Linked DNA regions of Ovis aries: region 1 is linked to region 2. The links are chromatin contacts, called in public Hi-C maps. All regions are on one chromosome and are shown on one strand. Each heading gives the region's core, a stretch centred on a gene start, on an enhancer-like site or on the middle of the called end of the contact. The rest is flanking DNA. Distances are from core to core; before and after follow the strand shown.

Region 1 (6,046 bases), core at 3,354-5,853, 340 kb after region 2:
TATGCAAGGCTTACTGCCATCCTCCAGCTCACTATCTCCTCCACTTCTCCTGCCCCACCCCACTCAACCATTCTATTTTTGAAGTCTGTAGGGCACACATGAATATAGCCAGCACTTCCCCAGACTCACGATAGTCAGTCCACTTGTTCCGCTTAAGTGACTAACAGCTCTCTGTAAAACAGACCAATGTGCGATACATAAATACCTAGTGTAATAACAGAAGAGCCCTGCAAGAGAGGAAAGGTCCACGCATGTCCACGGGTTGGCCAACTGGGTGCACTAATCTTAGAGGGCCCTCTGGGAGATTTAAGGTGGCTAGCTGCTCCTTGACTGTTTTCCTCTGGATAAAGTCCTTCCAAATCTGACTTTTCAAATCCCTGATTGAATTCCCAGCAGTCTACGTTTCCTGACTGTAACCAGAAAAGCATGCTTGAATGAACATAAAATTCCATCATATAAAGCCTTGTGAAGCCCAGTCCATCAGCTCTGTGGCCAAAGCCGCTAATAATGCCCTATTGTGTTACTGTGGTAGTCTAGGTTATCATTATGAAGTCTTTGCTTCTGGTTGAGAAAACATGACGTTCCATTAAATGTATAATCTGGGTTTCTTCCAAGCCAGAGGTGCATCCTGCTTAAAGCTGAAATGAGCTGAGGTTTAATATCACAGAAAAGAGGAGAACCATTTGCTGGGAAAAAAAGGGAGCTGAGGGGTGGGGAGAAGAATGGTGAATTCACTGCCTTGTGAGCCACTGGTTTCAGCCTCTACAGTGTCTTGTCCGCCAGAGGATCTGAGAAGCCCAAGGAAAAAAAACGCATCAGCACTCTTTCCCTTTGCAAGCTGTAGTGGTTGGGTGCTGGACAGCACTTTCTGGGGAGGTACTTTCTAGGACAAAAGATCATGTCTTTAGGGACCAGCTGGGGGACTGTTTGCTATCACTGGCTTCTGGCCCATCCCCCAGCTTTGGGTTCCACAGTCCCATAAATCAGCTCAAATCGAGATGGCAAGCTGGAATTGCATACGCTTATCATACCAAGTTCTAGCAACTTTTTCATTCAGCACAAAAATGTCCCTCTCTTCAAGCAATAAGACAACTAAAAGAAGTCGGAGGAGTCCACCTCCATGTAAAGGTAGGTACCTGTAAAGGTCTCCCCACCATTTTTTTCCTGGAGCATTTTGGGTCCTCAACATATTGCCAAGGACCCTATGATGTATTTAGAAATGTACTCCAGGATTAAACATGAAAGCAAATCCTCTATAATTGTGAGGGGCTTGGAGCTCAGCACGCTGGTTAAGAGAGCCCCCTCACACTTGAAATGACTTTTTAAAAACTCAAAATAACTTATTTTTGTTGAATATAAAAGTAATATACACTCATTGTAGAAAAATTTGAAGATTCAGAAAAGTGTAAAAAAAGAATTTAAAAGTCCTACTTTCTACAAATACTATTACATATTGGGTAAATAAAGACACACGTGCATTTTTTACAAAGGTAGAATCATAGTGTATAATGTTTGGTAATTGTATTTTCCCTTAAGAGCATATTATGTGCACTGTGTTTCTCCTAAAAATATCTTACAGGCATGTATAACATGTGTGCTCAATATCATGCAGATACCATGTCTAACTTATCAAATCCTCTGTTGTTGGACATTTAGATAATTCTCAGCTTCATTATCATAAACATCACAGCCACGAACATATAGGCACTCTTTTCTGTCTTGGAGTTTTCCTTTGATACACGTCATGTTATCTTCTTGTCTATGCTATTCAAAATATTAGCCACATATGGACTGAAATTTAAATTAAACTTAAATAAAACAGAAAGTTCATTTCCTCAATCCCACTAGACACATTTCAAGGGTCAATAGCCACATACGGCTAGTGGCTACCATGCTGGAAAGCACAGAAAGAGAATATTTCTATCATCACAGAAAGTTTTATTGGATAGCACAAACCTAGAAAGACCAAACCAAATTTATATTTTCCTTATAAGATATGACAACGGCCCTCCTTCCCACAAGCTGGCCAATGTTGAATATTATAATTCTTTAAAAATCTTTGCCAACGTAATAAATACTACATCTTGTTTGATTTTCCCATTTCTTTGCTAGGGAACTTGAACTTTTTTGTTTATTACCTTTCATATTTTTTGTGAATTATTCATATAGTAAGCCTGTTTTCTACTGAGATGATCTTTTAAAAACTGCTTTACATTTTAAGGTGAATTTATATTGCAAAAGTTTTTGTAACTTGTTATCTTTTATTTGTGACTATTTTTTTCACTTGTAGACATGTCAGATTCTAATATATTTAAATCTTTTTGCAGTTCTCTTTATTGTTGCTACTGTTTTTAAAGCTCCAAATCTAAGATTACAGTAATACTCATTAAGTTTTCTTTTAATTCTTTCAATACTTCATTTTTTAAATTAAATGTTTAACATTAAAATTTTCAATCCTCTTGGAATTTATCTTGGTGGTGGTGGTGGGGGTAAAGTGTAAATCTAAACTTTTTCTTTCCCTGTGGACCACCATTTGTTCAAGAACCATTTTTTAAAAAGCCATCCTGTGTTTTAATAATTTGCCTCACAGTACATTTTAATATTTGGAGATATAAGTATTTTCATTATTATTTTTCCAAAATGTTTTAGCTCTTAATACTTGTTTTTTTTTTCTCTAAGATAAACCTAGAATTATTTTGCTAAATCCCTCTCACCAACAAAATTCTTTCAGAATTCTGATTTTAAAGTTTAATTCAATTTATAAGGTAATTTGGAAAGAGTTTGATATCTCTGCAGTGTAGAGTTGTTTCATTTCAGGACATGGTGATTCTGTCCATTTTCAAGTCTTCCTGTATGCTCTTCTGAACTCGCTTAAAAAAAAAAAAAAAGCACAATGATGGGCATCTGTGTTTTCAGACAGTCTGAATCTGTGAGCTGGTGCTCCCAGCCGCTAGAAGTTAACAAAAGAAATTCCATTTCTTAGCACTGGAGTATATTTTCAGTATCCACCTTCTCATAAATCTGCAGGAAAGAGATCTCCCTTTTCATCCAAAGAATCTGGAGTTCAAAACAGCCTTTACGGAAAAAAATCAAACTCCAGGGGCAACTGCAAAGCACATTTGGTGTCTAGCTGGCCAGCTTATTTTGCAGGACTCTTTTTCCAACTGGCAAATACTTTCCAGTCTGTGAAACTCATGTCCCCTCCACTGTAACAGCAAGCGTCCTGTCCTGGCAGTGGGGCGCTCACACAGCACTAGTGAGCACTGATCTTCACTGAGGGGCTTTTTATTGTTAAAGCTGCTTTTTAGTTGATAGCAGGCAACTTCCTTGAATGACTGTGGCTTGGCAAGTCTACGGGGAATTGGGCAGAGTTCAGTTCTCCCTTGAACAGTCCTGAAGCCTCATCCATTTTTGCAAGAAAACCAGGGCTCCTGCACTTCCCTGGTAGCCCACCAGTCAAATCGCCAAGAACTCTACTTCGCCTGCATCGGGGTTTCTCAAGCCCAGAGGGAGGAGAAATATACCCGCAGGGGACTTTTGGCAATGTCTGGAGACATTTTTGCTTGTCCCCACGGAGAGACTAGTGCGGGTTGAGGAGTGGGGTTGGGGAGGTTATAGAGACTAGTGGGGGTTGGGGGGTTGGGGGGTAGTACCAGCATCTAGAGGGTTGCCTACGGCCAGGGATGCTCAACATTCAACTCACAAAACATCCTACAACTCACAAGACGTTCCCACAACAAAGAACTCCCTAGCCTCAAACTCAGTGGAGTGGAGAAATCCGCCTTATATTTCCACGAACTGCCCAGTCTGCCTACATTCTATGATGAGGAGCCAGGCAAAAGGAATACGTAGGGCAGAGTTTTTAAACAAGAGACAATTGGCTTTTAAAAGCCCACGCCGCTTACTTTAGACGTGTGTGAACGTTGTTCTGCCTCTCCTAAGCAAGCTTTTCTCACCAACGATTCTAAAGCAAATGAAAAAGGTTCACAGAGAGGTAGTAGGTCAACAGCATCTTTACACTCCCATCCTCAAACTCAGGCGCCTCGGTCGCCGGAAAGCAAGGCAGCGAAGAAGCTGTTTGGAGAACAAGCAGCGACGCCTGCCCGTCCGGCTCCTGCAGCCGGGAAGGATGGGGACGTGCGCTCGGTCCACAAAGGCGCAGAGCTGGGGCCAGCGCCACCTCCCGCGGCCCCTCTGGGTCCCTGGAGATGCGCGCCTGTCCCAAAGCCACCCTGCCAAGGAGCCCAGCCCGGGTAGAAAGCATCATCAGCTTAGCCTAGGGTGGAACAACTCACGGCACTTACTTGTCCAGAATGAAGTACAGGTCAAATCCCCCGTAGCAGGCTGGACCCCCTTCCTCCCTGCGTCCCCCTTGCCCGGCGCAGATGAGCACAAAAGTGGCCAAAGAAAGACACTTGAAGCCAATGCCCAGGGCTTTCTGCTCCACGGTGGCCATGACCTGCAGCCCCAGGGAGAGGGTATGGTCCTCTCCTCCCCACGCTCCTCGAACTCGCCAGGACCCTCAGGGGCGCGCCATCCGAGGGGCCCTCCTCTCGGGCCCTTTATTCCCCCTCGCTCTCCCGAAAAACTCCCCGGAAGCAATTGTCTGGAAGAGTTCAAGGTTTTCCTTCTGGTTTCCGCTACGATTCTGTTTCTAGGTTTCGGGTTTCAAGAATCCCAATACTGTAGTCCGCTTTTTTTTAAAGGGGCTGCTCCTGACTCGGGCCGACAGGCCGCTCGGGAGGCAGCGCTGAGGTTTTGCAATTGAAGCAGTTCCGTCCTGACGGTTCTTTGTCCCAGATTTTAAATATTTTGGGGTGGGTTTTCAAATTGTTCTTGGTTGGGGGAGTGCTTACTCTTTTCTCCCTCCTCTCAACACCCGCCCCCCACCACCCGGCCTTCATATTTTGATGGGGAAAGAAAGTTCAAAGGGTGCCACCTTGTGGCCAAGGACGGCGAAAGCACTCGCGCATTCTAGGGAGCCTGGCTGTGCATGTTTCTTATTCCTTCTTTTTTCTCACGCATCTTTCCTTTCATTCTCCATTACTTCTTCCCCATTTTTAGTTCTTCCTCACTCGCTAGCCTTTTTATCCTTGTTCTTTCTTTTCCTGTTCTACGTCCGCTGATAAGGTCCATGTAAGCAATTGATGAGAACTTCCTCCAAACACCACGGCTCTGACCCCAGGCTAGGACCTTTGCAAACAAGATGCTGGACAAACGAGCAGAGAAGAACGGGCCTTTGTGATCTGAATCACCCAAGTGACCTTACTGTACACTTACCGCAGATCATAAAAGAGACTGTTGGGATGCGGTCATGTGACTGAAAACAGCGAAAACAGTCCCACACAGAAAGCTGTTCCTGGCATGAAAGAGCGGAGCATTCTAGACGGTCTCCATCTCCGATTTGGGAGATTCTGTGGTAAGTTCTTTTCAGCCTGTGAACTTTGACTTTTTTCACCCAATCTTTGATTTAAGGCAGAGGAAACAAACAGCTTACAAGAATGTGAACCTTCCAAACAGTTTGGGACTGCCAGAGAAGCTCTGTTTTCTACAGGAAGGGATCCTCTTTAGAGTGGGCTCTGGACCCCCTTCCCAGCGGGAACTCAGGTTTTATCTTCCTATGTCTTCCACTCTGGGAATCCTCAACACACACTCGTGCTCTGTATTTCAGGATTATTGCTCCAGACACGCATCTTCCCCTCTGCTTGAGAGCCTCTAAATTTTGGAGATTCCTAACGCACTGCACTAGCCTGCCTCCAAAATGTTCCTTTCTGGTCTTCATCTCCTGATATTCACACCTCCTCTCCCACACTGAATGAGACTGAACGGTGTGTAATAAATACGGTACAGCAGAAATGATGGTGTGTGACTTCTGAGAATATAAAAGATATTGTGCATTTATCTTTTTAAATTAGAATTTTCTCCTGAGGTATGCCTAGGAGTGAGATTGCTGGATTATATATTAACTCTATTCTTAGTTTTTAAAGGAAACTCTGTACTGTTCTTCACACTGGTTGTACCAATTTACACGCTCACCAACAGTGTG
Region 2 (6,480 bases), core at 3,731-6,230:
TATTATTGCCTGGAGAATCCTATGGACACAGGTGGCTGGTGGGCTACAGTCCGTAGGGTCACAGAGAGCTGGACATGACTGAAGTGACTTTGTACACACACATTCAAATATTTACCACACTGAAGAAAGTAATGATGTAGAAGGTTTCATTTATGCAGACAGGTATTTAGCTCTTCTTTTCTTGCAGGAGTTCATGCAGTTCTAAGCAGAGAACTGCAGTTCATGCAGAGCTCCCCAGTTCATGAAGAGCTAAGCAGAGGCTTCATTTTCTTGGTGTGACACTTGGATTGAAACACACCAGCAGAAGCCAGTCTGCCCTTCTCTAAAAGTAATTTTTGGCTCCCACATACCCTTGGCTGAGTTGGAAATGTATGAATTGAAGCCTGAGTTGAGATCGAAAAGAGGGTGAATTGGGGTCATGAAGCTATTAAACACTTATTACCTGAGAAAATATCTATAAAAGGACTTTTAATCCTGTAATGTATATAACATATGTAACATACGTAATATATGTAACATATGGATGGGGAAACTTACCAGAAATGTGAATGAGAAGTAGGTAATACAGAGAGAAGGTATTACTTATTCTCTGTTAAATTAAGAACTTTAAGCAAAATTGTAGTAAGCTAGGTTTAAAAAAAAAGAGAAATCTAAAATGTGACCAAACTTAATAAATAACTGTGTATGGCAACCTCACTGTATCTCTCAGACCTGGTTTCCTGGTGTCTCAAGGAGAATATTTCAGGTAAAAGCCAAACGATGCTCAATCATAAATCCACTTGAAAATAAAGTTCTTGATTCCAGTTAATTTCCGTTTTATATTATCAATACCCCGGAAATGGCTACCCACTCCTGTGCTCATGCCTGGGACATCCCATGGACAGAGGAGCCTGGCAGGCTACAGACCATGGGATCGCAAAAGAGTCGACATTACTGAGCGACTAACACTTTCTGTCCTTTTGAAAACTGGAACGTGGAATGCAATGTGGCAAATGTTAAGAAGTGGGAAACACTGTTGGAAAATAATCTGATGTCAATGTACTTTTCTCCCGGAGTAGAGCAATCCTTTCCCCCAGGGCTTGGGCCCAGACCATCAGCCTCAGGCGGGCAGATGGAGAGGGTAGATGTCACCGCTGCATTCTCTAAAGGTCTCTCCTGTCGGAGGGATTGGAGTTCCCCACTTGGGTGTAAGTAGGTCAGACATGCTGGGACATGTCTGAACTGGTAGGCGGGGCCCCCAGATGCCTGTTTGGGTGAGGGCCTGAGCAGCCTCCTGCGGATTAGGCTGGATGCTTTGACCTCAGTCGCTGGAGGGAAGGGTATCTTGAGACACGCCAGGCACCACCACTTGGACTGGCCATTGGATATGTGGCTGGGTTCTTTGGATGGCAGGGACAGCTTCTGCTACAAACGTTAGTAAGACAATCAGACAGTGGGCACAGTAGCCTGGTTTGATGCGTGTTAATGGAGCAGAACACCAAGGAACGCAAGGGCTTCTCTGGAGTTCCCCTGCACATCACTGGGTCCCCGGACTTCCAAGGAGAGCGCAGAGGTGACGGGGACCCTGTGGACATCACTGGGGAAGAGGCTGCACTGTCTCGCACTGGATTTGTTCAGGGTCACCTCTAAAGTACACCCCTTAAGATGCTCTGTGAGTAGGTAGGAGAAAAACCCAGAATACGGGTTACAGCTGCCCTGTATGTTGTTATTTCATTGGTCCTGCAGGCTTGTGGGGCCCAAGGAGACTTTGGTTACATAAAAAAGGAAAAGCATACTGTAATTGGCAAACAAAATCTGTGTATGTGTGTGTGTGTGTGTGTGTGTGTGTGAGAGAGAGAGAGAGAGAATGAGAGAGAGAGAGAGAGAGAAATCAGCTTTCATTTAGAAGCTTTGGACGTGGTTGCAACCGGTTCCCCCACTACTTTTTAAATGACATTTTCTGAGCCTGGAAACCCAGCAGGCAAATCATGGAATTTTGGCTGGGGATGTTTTTAAAAAATGTAGGCTAGCAGTGAAAAAGGAGGCGGGAATTTGGCTGGGAGGCTTTAGGCTGTAAACCAAGCAGGGTTACCATGGTGGTGCTTCTACTGTTTATATAAACAAAGGTTTTTCCTGACAAACATACTTCATATTTAATAATCTTCAATCCACAGGAGCCTCTGCTCTTTGCGTGTAGCTAGTTCAAGCCATTTGGAGTTGAGTAGAATTTTATTATTTTGGGAGGCTGTTTTCAGGCACCCTATACACTTCAAAAATTAAGCGTTGAGTATTTCCATCTTGAAGCATAAGGGTGAGAGGGGTCTAATGATTGGAAGAGAGATTAATCTGCAATATGATAATGTCAAACAGGCTTCTTGTGGATCTAGAGTCTATAGGACCAGCCTCCACTTAGCCTTCAGAAGTACCGACTGCCCTTTTAATTCAGTTCATGTGTCAGACAAAACGCGTACTCCACCTCCCTGGCTTCTCAGTTTCTCTTAAGAGCACTGAGTCCTCCCAGTTAACTGTGCTTCATGTTGCCCTTGCCCGAGATGGTACCCGCATCCAATCATATGTAAAGTTGTAACAAGCTCCTGTATTGTAAGAGGACTCATTTGGTTATTAGTAAAGAAAAATCCTACTTTTTTGAACTGAAGCACAAAAGGGGATTTATTGGTTCATGTAACTGCAAAGGCAGGGGTAGATCTGGCCTACACACCCATATCTCCAGAGGGCCCCAGATTCTGGTACATCAGACATTACTTGCTCCTCGGAGACATTAGGTGGACTTAGTCTTTCTAGAAACTTTTTTTTGTTTTTTTTTTTGGCTGCACAGAAACTGTAGTTTCTGACCAGGAATTGAACTTGGGCCTGTGGCAGTGATACCATGGAGTCCTAATCACTGGACCACCAGGGAATCCCCAGTCCTTCTAGAAATAAAGGACTTCTAGAAATAATGAATGAGATAAGGAACTTAAAAGCGCTTTCAGGCATCCTTTCCCCAAGACCATGAAGTGATCAGGAATCTCCGAAAGCCTCTGGGTAAAGCTGTTTGCATTTTTCTCCCTCCTGAACATCTGGACACATGCTCTGGGCAGCTTATGGGCTCAGAGCAGCTTCTTCAGGTGTCTCGTCATGGCCCTCTGGAATCTCCAAAGCCTGCAGGGAGCACCGGCTTCTGGGCTGTTGCCCCTTCCAGAGTTTCCCTAATAAACTGGCTCCATTCCAGGAGTACCAAAGTGCGTGATGTATGTACACATGGCACGAGGATTCCAGAGATCCAGATGAACCCCGATTATGTCCCCTGGGCATCCCCAGGACCAGCCAATCTGGGGTCCATCCATTAGCTTCATGACCCCAACTGCAGGGCCCCTAACAACTACAGGACCCCTGGGTTCCCTGCTACTCCCAGTGACATAGGAGTTTTGCTCAAGTGTTTGGGAAAAGCCCACTCGTAGGTCTTCTGCCAGGTCTGGGTTGACTGTCTGTCACACTTGTCATCCCCTCTCCTCGGGCCATGCCTGGCCACCCCAAAGGTGCACCTTTGAGGCACAATAGGGCTCAGTTCCTGGAGTGGATGGGGCTGGGATGACACACCATGATGTCCACTCTCTCGCCCTTGGCTCCACCAAGAGCCATCTCCTCAACTTCTCCATCAAGTGCCCCATTCCCCTCTCCCCCATCCTATTTTCCAGGCTTCCATACTCACTACTTGCTATTTTAATGGGGAACAAATGATGCACAAAGAGACCTTCAGATTCACAGAGCTGATTGGTGACCACAGGGCTGGGATCCAGATGTCCTCATTCTCTGCTTTTTTCTTTTATAACCAAAAAAAAAAAAAAAAAAAAGACAGTGCAAATACAGCCGGTGTTTTAGTTCTGACAGTCCAATTTGAGAACTTTGGGGGACGCCAGTGCAATTACAGTGTCAGGGCTATTGGCACCAGGGCCCTAGCAAAGAGAGTGGCTGAAGGCAATACCAGACCCTGATGCTGGGAAAGAGTGAAGGCAGGAGGAGAAGGGGATGACAGAAGATGAGATGGTTGGATGGCATCACCAACTCAATGGACATGAGTTTGAGCAAGATCCTGGAGTTGGTGATGGATAGGGAAGGCTGGTGTGCTGCAGTCCATGGGGTTGCAAAGAGTTGAACATGACTGACTGACTGACCTGAACTGAAGGCAACATCAACTTAGTCTGAAGACAATGGTTGATGGTCAGAGAGAAAGGACAAGCTTTGAGTAAAGTGGCCTCTGGTTGATGGTCAGAGAGAAAGGACAAGCTTTGAGTAAAGTGGCCTCTTAGAGGGCCCCTATTGGTGCTCCAAACTGAGAGTACTGGGAAAAGACGGAGATCAGCGGGTGGCGAAAGGGTCACCTTGATAAGAGAAAATAGTGGATGTCACAGAGGGGCTGCCAGGGGTTTGTTAAACTAATTTGGTTGGAACTTGTTGGGGTCCACGGTACTCACAATTCCACAAGTGGGGCCGAACCAGAAAAATGCTGTTCTGTGCTGTTACTGCGATCCTCTTGTACCTGCTGCCAGGTAGATGTGATCCGGAGGAAGCAGAGGGTGACTCAAACATACAGAACCGAGAAGTTTTGTTCAGTTCAGCTTACTCACTCAGACTTGTGTCAGACTCTGCGACCCCATGGACTGCAGCATGCCAGGCTTCCCTGTCCATCACCAACTCCCAAAGCTTGCTCAAACCCATGTCCATCGAGTCGGTGATGCCATCCAACCGTCTCATCCTCTGCCGTCCCCTTCTCCTCCTGCCTTCAGTCTTTCCCAGCATCAGGGTCTTTTCAAATGAGTCAGTTCTTCGCATCAGGTGGCCAAAGTATTGGGGCTTCAGCTTCCGCTGAAGAAATGAAATTGTGTTACAAAAGGTGAAAATCTCGGACGGAAGACAGTTGCTGTGACGGGCGGAGGCCACAAGGGGGCAGTGCCTCTCCAGTCTGTCTCGGTCCAAATGTGCAAAATCCCGCGGGAGTCGGAGGAAGAAAGGAAATGTAGCCACATCGCCAGGCCTTTTATCCACACTGGGCACCCTCTCCCACTGCAGAGACCGGAGGCACCCCGCTCCCTGCTCATCCACCACAGCCCCCTCCCTCTTCCCCTTTCCAGAAATGTTTGGTAAGCAGCCACTGTTGCTCGGGCACTTTTCTAGGCCCTGCAGGCACCCGCAGTTCTGGGATCTCGATTCTGGAGGGGAGGGGCCGAGGTCTCCCGGCAGCTCCTCCCACCTGGCCACCACCTCCACCTGCGCCCGGAGCCCCAGACTCGCCTGGCCCAGTGGCAGATGCTTCAGTCGCCCCAGGCCTGACTTTAGAAGGCCGGGTGACGGAGGACCTTCAGCCTTGCCACATCTGCCTCCCACACCCCGGGTGTGGCTGGGATAACTGAGAATGGTGATCGGGTGACAGCGCTGCAGGGGCGTGCAGTGACCACCAGGTGGCGCTTGGAGACACCAAAGGCACTGTGATCGCAGGGCCCTAACAGTTACTTCTTTGGGGATGCCATGGGTCACAGGGACAGAGCAAGCGCAGCATAGCTTTAGAACAGTTCACTTGCCCCTGCGTGCTTAGAAAATGCCCAAGAGTGCTCTAAACACAGAGATAAGTGTTCACCTGCAAGATGGGGCCAGCCTGCCTCCCACCCGGGGTCAGGGCAGGAGTAAAGGAGCTGGTGACTGCAGGGCGTGATCCCTCGGCAGAAGACTGTTTCCCTGAGTGTTTCAGACATCTGTGGTTTCTTCCTGCCTCCTTAACTGGATCCAGGAAATGACTGTTGCCTGGGACAGCTGGGTCCTGAGTCCTGGCTTCTAGTGGAAAGGGGCTGAAGGGAAGTGGGGTTTCTGGTTGATGGATGACCACCCTAGATGGGTGTGTTGGTTAGATCCTGGATTTATTGGTAAAGAATCTACCTGTAATGCAGGAGACCCAGGTTCAATCCCTGGGTCAGGAAGATCCCCTGGAGAAGGAAACAGCAACCCACTCCAGTATTCTTGCCTGGAGAATTCCAAGGACACAGGAGCCTGGCAAGCTTTAGTCCATGGGGTTGCAAAGAGCTGGACACAACTGAGCAGCTAACTAAACATTTTACACCCAGAAAGCCCTCCTTCAGTTACGCAAAGTTGCGAACTGTTCCTATTTTTGGTGGCTAAAGCCCATCTCTTGTGAAAGCCCACTCTTTTATTCTATGCTGGTTTGGAGTAGAGAATTCAGAGTCTGATATAGCCACCCACGCCAGCCAGACATTTGCCTGACATTTGATAGCAAATTGCAACTTTCCAGGGCTTTAAAATTCAGGTGTAGAAATCAAGAAAGTAAATCCATCTTTAAATATTCTTCTCCTTAAAATGTGTTGTCTTTTCTCTTTTTGGCTGCTACCCCTTTGGCACAAGGAATACAGCTGAGGGTCGCAAAGCTGGAATGTTTCTTTCTCAGTACACAGCACAGTGGGGACAAGAAAAGAATGTCAGTGTTCTCAAGATAAG

Evidence for each region. A called contact is a pair of places that touch in the nucleus more often than the background predicts.
Region 1: a contact with region 2 is called in a Hi-C map of hypothalamus, with 8 times the contacts expected there. The contact joins the promoter of ANTXR1 here to the enhancer-like site in region 2. A contact is called at or near these places in 12 of 16 Hi-C or Micro-C datasets (blood, hypothalamus, liver and 6 more).

The regions. Positions count from the first base shown.
Region 1 is chr3:39,370,157-39,376,202 of ARS-UI_Ramb_v3.0, forward strand. ANTXR1 (ANTXR cell adhesion molecule 1) reads right to left here and starts at 4,604. Exons shown (of 18, transcript XM_015094293.3): 1 at 4,305-4,604. The coding sequence starts at 4,456.
Region 2 is chr3:39,025,886-39,032,365 of ARS-UI_Ramb_v3.0, forward strand. No RefSeq gene overlaps it. Among named protein-coding and RNA genes, the nearest start is that of GFPT1, 75 kb to the left of the region's middle. Within about 2 kb of position 4,981, at least 38 of the 54 cell types and tissues checked have an H3K27ac peak or open chromatin away from gene starts, as enhancers often do. A contact at or near this core is called in hypothalamus, liver and tail adipose tissue, where this site is marked.